Linked DNA regions of Triticum aestivum: region 2 is linked to region 1. A link is a contact called in public Hi-C data. All regions are on one chromosome and are shown on one strand. The core of a region is the stretch at or near the end of the contact, and the rest is flanking DNA. Distances in the headings are between cores, read along the strand shown. Region 1 has its middle 49 kb from the start of LOC123075016. Region 2 holds the start of LOC123079843 (protein ABHD11).

What was found. A called contact is a pair of places that touch in the nucleus more often than the background predicts.
Region 2: a contact with region 1 is called in a Hi-C map of leaf, with 5 times the contacts expected there. The contact joins the promoter of LOC123079843 here to the enhancer-like site in region 1. A contact is called at or near these places in 2 of 5 Hi-C or Micro-C datasets (both in leaf).

Annotation. Positions count from the first base shown.
Region 1 is chr3D:481,863,375-481,867,209 of IWGSC CS RefSeq v2.1, forward strand. No RefSeq gene overlaps it. Among protein-coding and RNA genes, the nearest start is that of LOC123075016, 49 kb to the left of the region's middle. Within about 2 kb of position 1,262, at least 2 of the 8 cell types and tissues checked have an H3K27ac peak or open chromatin away from gene starts, as enhancers often do. A contact at or near this core is called in leaf, where this site is marked.
Region 2 is chr3D:482,253,965-482,258,077 of IWGSC CS RefSeq v2.1, forward strand. LOC123079843 (protein ABHD11) reads right to left here and starts at 2,314. Exons shown (of 5, transcript XM_044502665.1): 1 at 1,928-2,314; 2 at 1,477-1,715; 3 at 884-996; 4 at 41-181. The coding sequence starts at 2,207. It overlaps TRNAL-UAG (transfer RNA leucine (anticodon UAG)), which reads right to left and starts at 2,410; the gene lies at 2,331-2,410.

The sequences.
Region 1 (3,835 bases), core at 12-2,511:
GGCAGCAATGGACGACCACTCCGGCCTGCGGCGGCGGCCTCGCTGCGGATTTCGGTGGCCATCGAAAGGTCTTTGTGAGGGATTCTCTCTCTAGATCCGGTGGTTGCATTCGGCGGTGAGAGGTAATCTATAGACGATGCCTTGACGCATAGGGTATGGTTGTGTGGCGACGACGGTCGGTTTTCTAGGCCAGCTGCTGGGGTCGCGAAAAGTGGTGAAGAAAACAAATGATTTGACTTCGACGAACTCCGGGGGTGAAAACCTAGGTTTGACCTGAGTTGGTTATACCTGGTAGTGATGATGTTTTTGCATCGTTGCTTTGTTGAAGGCATTGCTCAGAATGATTTTTTAGGATGAAAATCTAGAATCTAACTTCTGATGGTTGGAACGAGTGACGACGGTGCTTAAGTGTCGCTCCCTTCCTGAAGGCGTTACCGTTGAAGAATCTCGTTGCCCTTGTGGTGTCATGAGATAATTGGTGCGGATATGGTCATAGTTGTAGTTTGTCGACAATAGATTTGATCGCTTTGGGATTTTTTCTCTCACTTAGGCATAGCTTTGGTTTTATATGGCTTTGCTATTTGTCAGCGTGTTTTTATATGTGTGCATTGGTGTTGCCTGTGTACATCCTAACTATGAAGAAACCGGGTGTGTGCTTATTGTGTTTGTATACACTTGATGCTTTATTTTGAGTTAATAAAATTCACTCTTTATCGGGAAAAAAATCAGCACCCCATCATTCATACACTAACAAAAAACATCATCAGAACATAACTAAACTCGAACTAACGCAGATAAAACCAGAACGAAACAACCGACCGAAGATAATCCTAGCGAAGAACGGCGAACGGCGTGGCGATGCACCTCTTAAGCTAGATTTAATTTTAATGAAACGCTGTTGTGTTCCAAACGAAGTCAGAGAGACCCTGATCACTGACGCATATGGTGTGGATAAGAACATGCGTCTTCCTGTTTTCATCCTCGCGCCGTGCCGCCGGCAATCGGCCGGCCGGACTGCCATTCCCGTGTGGTTTAAAACTTTACATGGGCGAACGGAGTCACGGGCCCCAGCTCGATGAGGCACGGCGGTCAAGCAACTGGCAGCAGTTAGGCGCGATTTAACTGCGGCATTTGGTTTCTACTCCGTGTCAGTGCCCACGAGAAGCGCACGTTGGGAGGCCGTCCCTCCTGGGGAACGCACCGCTGCGGGAGGCATGTGGCATGTGGGATGCGTGGCCTGGGTGTGGGTGGGCGAGCGGCGAAAGACCGGGTCGACGAAATCTGCCGGGCGCCGTGGCGGTGGCCAAATGTCACTGGGGTCGCTGGACTCGTCGGGTCGCTGGCCATCGTCAGAGCGACACGCATGTTTGACGCTTTTTTTTTTTCCCAGGTGCGTGTTTGACGCTTTTGACGTTTTGTGTTAGGCCATCATGCCTGATCATAAATCGGCCATCGTTGTTCAGATTTTATTTTCGGGATAATGGTTGTTTAAAATCAATCAGCCGGGCTAACACCCACTGCTAGCCTTTGGTCTGAGAGCATCTCCAGCCGTTGGCCCCCGAAGAGGCGCTAAAAATCGCCCTCTGAAGGTGCACCGGCGCAAACCGCGTGCTGGGAGCGTGATGCCCCCCAGTCGCGGCGCCCATGATTTTTTGAAAACTAAAATCCGGCACAAACTAGGCGCAAATTCAACCAAACTTTGGCGAGTTCATACATAGTTAAAATATTTTAAAAAAAAGAAAAAAAAAACGCTACTAGGCCCGCCGTCGCCCTCGCCGCTCCTCGCCGCCCGCCGCCCTTGAAGCTCTACATGCCGAGGAGCCTGTAGAACTGCGTGTAGTCGCCGCCACCGCCGCCGCCGTCGTCGTCGCCTCCTCCGCGGACGCTGTCCTTGCTGCACCCCTTCCCAGGTTGGCGTGGCGGGTTGGACGGTCCGGGGGCGTCCTCGTCCTTGTCGCTGTCGAGGATCACCACGCCGTTCTCGTCCTCGCGCCCACGCTTGCGGGCGGCTATGTCCTCCAGGGCTCGGCGCTGCCGGGCCATCTCGTCGCGGAGGTAGTCGTCCCGCGCCCACTTTAGGGCCTCCTCGTCGGAGAAGCCGTGCCGGACTATGGCCTCGTACTCCGCGGGGAGGCCGGGCTCCGCCTTCGGCCTGACGAGGACGAGGCGGCCGGAAGTGGGGGAGGAGTCGGCGATGCGGACGCCGGAGCTGCGGGTGCGGTGGCTGACCGACGTGTCCTGGGGCTCCGGCTTGACGGGGCGGAGGCAGGGAGAGTCGGATGAGCGGCCGGACGAGGAGGAGGACGCCCCCGGGTCCATGCGCCTCGCGTCCACGAGCTCCCACGCCGGTGGGAGAAGGATGGGGGAGCGGGGTACTCCAGCCTGGGCGTGTTGCCGCCCTCGATGTACTCGAGGACGGCCTCCAGCGTGCGCCGGGCACGCCCCACCATCGGCGGCGACCTTCGGAGTTGAGCCTCCCGGAGGGCACAACGCCGTTGGTGGCCTCGAGCTGCTCGGCGTGGCGGCGACGGAAGTAGGGCTCCCACAGTGAGCTATCGGGGACGTACCGTGGGCCTTCCCTCGCCGCCTGCGGCAGAGAGGCGCGGATACGCGCGATCTCCGCACGCCGCGCCGCCCCGGTGGGCGGTGGTGGCACCGGGACCCCGCCGACGCTGATCCTCCACGCCCCGGGCACCCGCATGTCCGGCGGGACCGGGTACTCGGCCTCATAGAGGAGCCGAGCTTCGTCCTCGTGAAGGAGGCGGCGGCCGAAGCCGTTCGTCGTCGCCTGGGAAGCGCTCGGCCATGGTTGAACTGGAGATGGCGAGAGGAGAGGGAGGAACGGGGCGTCGGCGGTGGAGAGTCTGTGCGTCACCGGCGCGCTGGGGGCGGCTTATATAAGCGGAGGCGCCGCGCGTACGCGTGGCCGCCGTGTGTACGCGTGGCGGGCGAGGGACGCGTGTCGTCCGGTCTTCACTGCGCTGCGCGTGAGGCATCAATGGAGGAGGCTGACCGGCGCGGCAGCGCGCGGCAGCTTTGGCATTGATTCGCCGCGGGAACCAAGGCGATGAAGACGACGAAGCGGCGAGAAGAGCCGAGTCGCTGCCAAGGAGGGCCCGCGGATTTTCGCGCCAAAAACGATTCGGCTGGCGCCCCGAGCGCGCCGGGTTCGGCCTGGGTCCGCCGGCGCCAATTTCGGCTCGAGCCGGCGAAAAATGGGCCTTTGGGGGCGCGACTGGGCCGATATTTCGGCGCTGGCGGCCGAAAAATCGCCTGGGGGGGGCTTGTTGGGGTGCGGCTGGAGATGCTCTGATAGCCTGTGGTAGCAGTAGGCAGCGGAAGCATTACTTTGTTCTTTGGTTAATATAAGGGCATCTCCAACGGCAGTCCTGATGTCTACTACGCAACCTTCTTCTTGTAGACGTTGTTGGGCCTCCAAGTGCAGAGATTTGTAGGACAGTAGCAAATTTCCCTCAAGTGGATGACCTAAGGTTTATCAATCCGTAGGAGGCGTAGGATGAAGATGGTCTCTCTCAAACAACCCTGCAACCAAATAACAAAGAGTCTCTTGTGTCCCAAACACACCCAATACAATGGTAAATTGTATAGGTGCACTAGTTCGGCGAAGAGATGGTGATACAAGTGCAATATGGATGATAGATATAGGTTTTTGTAATATGAAAATATAAAAACAGCAAGGTAACTAATGATAAAAGTGAGCACAAACGGTATTGCAATGCTAGGAAACAAGGCCTAGGGTTCATACTTTCATTAGTGCAAAGTGCAAGTTCTCTCAACAATAATAACATAATTGGATCATATAACTATCCCTCAA
Region 2 (4,113 bases), core at 1,064-3,563, 390 kb after region 1:
GAGGAAGTGTTGTTGAGGCAAAAGATAAACTGATTGCTACCTGTAAGAATTAAACATGTCTGTGGCAGCCTGAAGATCAAAAGCCCAGGTCACATGTTCATTGTCCTTCTTCAAGTTGCTGCCAATCCAGTCTGAAAGTGATTTGGAGAATCCCAGGCTGACCATGTGGTCCACAACCCACCTGATAGCAAACAGTCATAACATTAAGAATCTGAACAAAAGTGAATTATTTAGTAGTTCATGCTAATTATCTTGAAAGAGCCAAAATGTCAGCTCTGCTCCTTCAAGGCTTCATGAGTAAGTTAGTGCAAGATAATCGTTGGACCAGGCAGGCGTCAACCATTTTACAATAAGAGGACTATGCTTCCTACTCGCCCGGACAAATATTGGATGTCTGGATACTAAAAATTACTCGCCCTGAGCATCAAAGTAACCAAGCCAGTTGACATTTGAAATGCACGGTGTGTTTAAGGTTATTTTAGTGCTCTGAGCATCTAGCAAAATTTTGATTCCATGTACACCCTTCCGGCACATGGTTACACACACTATAGCCTAGAATTTAACATGTACTGGTTTTGGAATACATACTGACTAGAATTATCAATATAACGAATTGTCATTTCTTGTTCTGTCATTCCATCTTTCGGCGTTGTTATCAGCCTTTGTGCCATGTACTCATACACCACACTGTTTGCACATGAACCTTTTCTGTGTGATGGGTCGCTACATTAATGTTTGGTCAAGTGATGTACGCACTAGATTTGTTTGCTGATGCCCACTATTCGATAAAATGAGCAGATTGAATAGTACACTTTAAATTAATATTTCAGATGGATTAGGAAGGAGAGAAATATATCTTATCGAGGGAATGTAAAAGAATTACTTGCGCGATGGAAGCGATGAAGGAAGACTTGCTAGTGTTTGCAAAACCCGTTCAACTTCACCGTCACTGTTATCTATTTGTACTTCTCCAGGGACAGAATCAAGCACCCAGAGCTGTTCTGCATCAAAGGAAATAAATGAGACAGGGATACACATTCTTTATCCCCTTGACCCAGTAATGTTCAGTAAGCGTGACCAATCAAAATAATCAGGGGATAAAGATGATGCCAAGAAATCAACTACCAAGTACAAAAGGCAATAAATTGTCATTCTCACAACAGAATCACAACAAATTCTCCGGAGGTTGTACTGGGATGCTACATTAGGATCTCTTACACATCTCAAAGCATACTTTACTTTGTTACACATAGTGAACTACATGATTCTTGTTTCCTTCGTGTCACCTTTTTCATATGTAACAGTAGGATTTTCTAGATCAACACTGCATGACTATGTAAATAAGTATAAACTGCACCTACTGTAAGTTGCAAAATCAGACAATTTATGCACAAGAACAATAATAAAACAATTGGCAAACAGAAGAACTAATATGTTAGAACCAATCACGTGGAAGCTAAAAATAACTCACTGAACCTGTTTGGGAAGAGCAGCAGATTCTCCGTAATCGCCACGGGAGCAACTCTCCGCGAAATCCAGTGCAACCTTTCCACCCATGGAGTGACCCACGACGACATCTGGCCATGTCCAGCCCCGAGCCTTCACCAAATCAGCAAGATCTTTGGCCGCACTCGACATATCATGGGGCGGGCTCAGCCCTTTGATCCTGGCTGAGCTCCCATGGTTCCTCAAATCCACAAGAACCATCTTCCACTCTACAAACACAAACACACACGCATACAAATCACAAAATTCAGGTCTCTAAACAAACTCCCGGCCTGTGACTGTAAGCAAGCGCTGAGCTATGTAAAATGCCGAGCACATTGACGATTCTCCAACGTTCAATGGATACCACAACGATCAGTAGCAGTGCTAACTGTTAAACAGATATACGCATTTAATAAAGGGGGTATTCTGCGGCAGTTACCGTCGGCGGGGGAGCGGTCGCGGAGCTGGGAGGCGAGGGTGCGGGAGAAGGTGCGCCAGTTGCGGCCGGAGCCCAGGAGGCCGTGGAGGACGAAGGCGGTGGCGGTAGGCGGCTTCTCCGGGGAGAGCTGGATCTCGTGGAAGGCGAGGGTTTCGGTCTGGTGGGCGGCGTCCGAGTGGACGGAGGAGGAGAGGAGCAGGCGCCAGGGAGACCAGGAGGCGGGGGAGGAGAGGAGGCGCGAGCGGAGGGAGGAGGAGGACGCTCGGAGGGACGCCGCCATGGCCGATCGCTCCGCGGGAGTTCTCGCCAGGCGACGCGGCGATGGGGTAATGGCTGCCGAGCCGAAGAGCACAGAACGAACAGAAAAAAATAAAGATGAGCTGAAAACAGGAAAAAAAAAATATGACAGCTGTGGGATTTGAACCCACGCCCTTCCGGACCAGAGCCTAAATCTGGCGCCTTAGACCACTCGGCCAAACTGTCTTGATGTACGTACTGAGTTGGCTAATTTATTAAACCTAACGAGGAATTAGGATAGTCCTCCAATATCTATGAAGAAACTAAAAAGATGGACAACCGCACATCTTTTATTTCAATTCCATTTTCAGAGATGGACAACCGCACAGTCGATGTGTCTAGGAGTATCATTTCATCGACTAGCACGGTAGTGGCAGAACTTGGCCCAAATAGCTGGGTGGGTGGGCCGGCTGATAGAAATAGCTATTGGCGGAGAGTTGCCTTAAAGAAAATCTCATAGTTGGGCGGGGCCAGGGCCCTTTGGCTTTGTTGTAGCACCGCCATTGTAGCACGGGTCGGCCCAATGGAAGGAAGATGAAAAAGAAGGAGAGGTGGAGGCGATGAATAACAATACCGATGAGTTGAAGAGGGCAAGAAACGAGTATACTGAGAAGAGGAGGCAATAAAAGTTAGAGATGGAGGAGAAGAAGAATGAAGAGAAGAAGGCGATATAGGGGCTATGCAAGAGAGCAAACGGAATCAACTAGACATTGAGGAGAAGATGCTCTAAATTAAGGCGGAGGTGGAGTTGCGTAGGCTCCACATGAAGGCTGATCGGGCAAGAGATGGCCGCCTGAACACCCAGAATCAGTTCATCACGATGGATCCAATGGCTGGGGAATTTTGGGCGAGTCCATGGGATATCACCATACGTTTTAGGAACCTCGAACAAGGACAAAATACACACGCCGAAGGAGGAAAGAATGGCGCAGACATCAGCGGAGTGGACGGTGCACACAACGGCGACATGTGATTTGTGCATGTCACTGGTTAATGCTTTTGTTTGTGCAAATTGTCAAAAATTATATTCATGATTGCTTGGTGTGCCAAACATTTACTTTTGGAGGGAATCTAAGTGTTTGAATGAAAAAACAGTAAAACAAATTATGGAGGTTGAGATATGGCGGCTTTGTGTTTCCGCGTCACCTCGACAGCCTCCATATTCGCATGGAACGCATTTCATATGGCGGATGGCGATCTCAGATACGGAGACTCTGCTAGAGTTGCTCTAAGGTATGCATGCTTTAGAAATTCATTTATGGATTAAAGCAAGCATCTCAGAGTTGGAACATTTGTTTTGATGAGGCGGCCAAAGGATTTCACTTCATCAAGAACAAAATAAAAAATGAACCTTGTGTTTATAACAAAATTTAGTGAGAGATTGGTCGTGTTTCCAATCATAATTTTTTTGGAAAAAGTCCATTTTAAACCTTGAACTTGTAGAGGTTAGACGAAATGGACCCCCAAGTCAAAATCCTGGTCGATTGCACATTAAACTATGCAATCCCGGTCTAAATCGAACCCTGACATCATTTGAACCGGGATTCGTCTGGTGGGCCGGCCCGCTAAATTATTCTTTCGTTCAATAACAACAATTCCAAAAGGCGCACACCCTGGGGAGCTCGTAACTTTCGCTGAGCCATTTTTGTTTTGAAATAACTTTTGCTTCAAAAAAAAGTTCGGAGCGATGATCGTGCACACCCTGGGACCTCGTAACTTTCACTGGGCCGGTTCCTGGTACTCGCGCCAAAAAAGCAAAAAAAAAACACCTCAAGAAAAGTTCAGAGGGTGGATCGAACTCGCGCCATGAGAGCATCGAACTACTAGTATGAATAACCACCTGACCTACTGTGCGCTACTGGTAAATAGCAAGGCGAAAGTTATAAGTA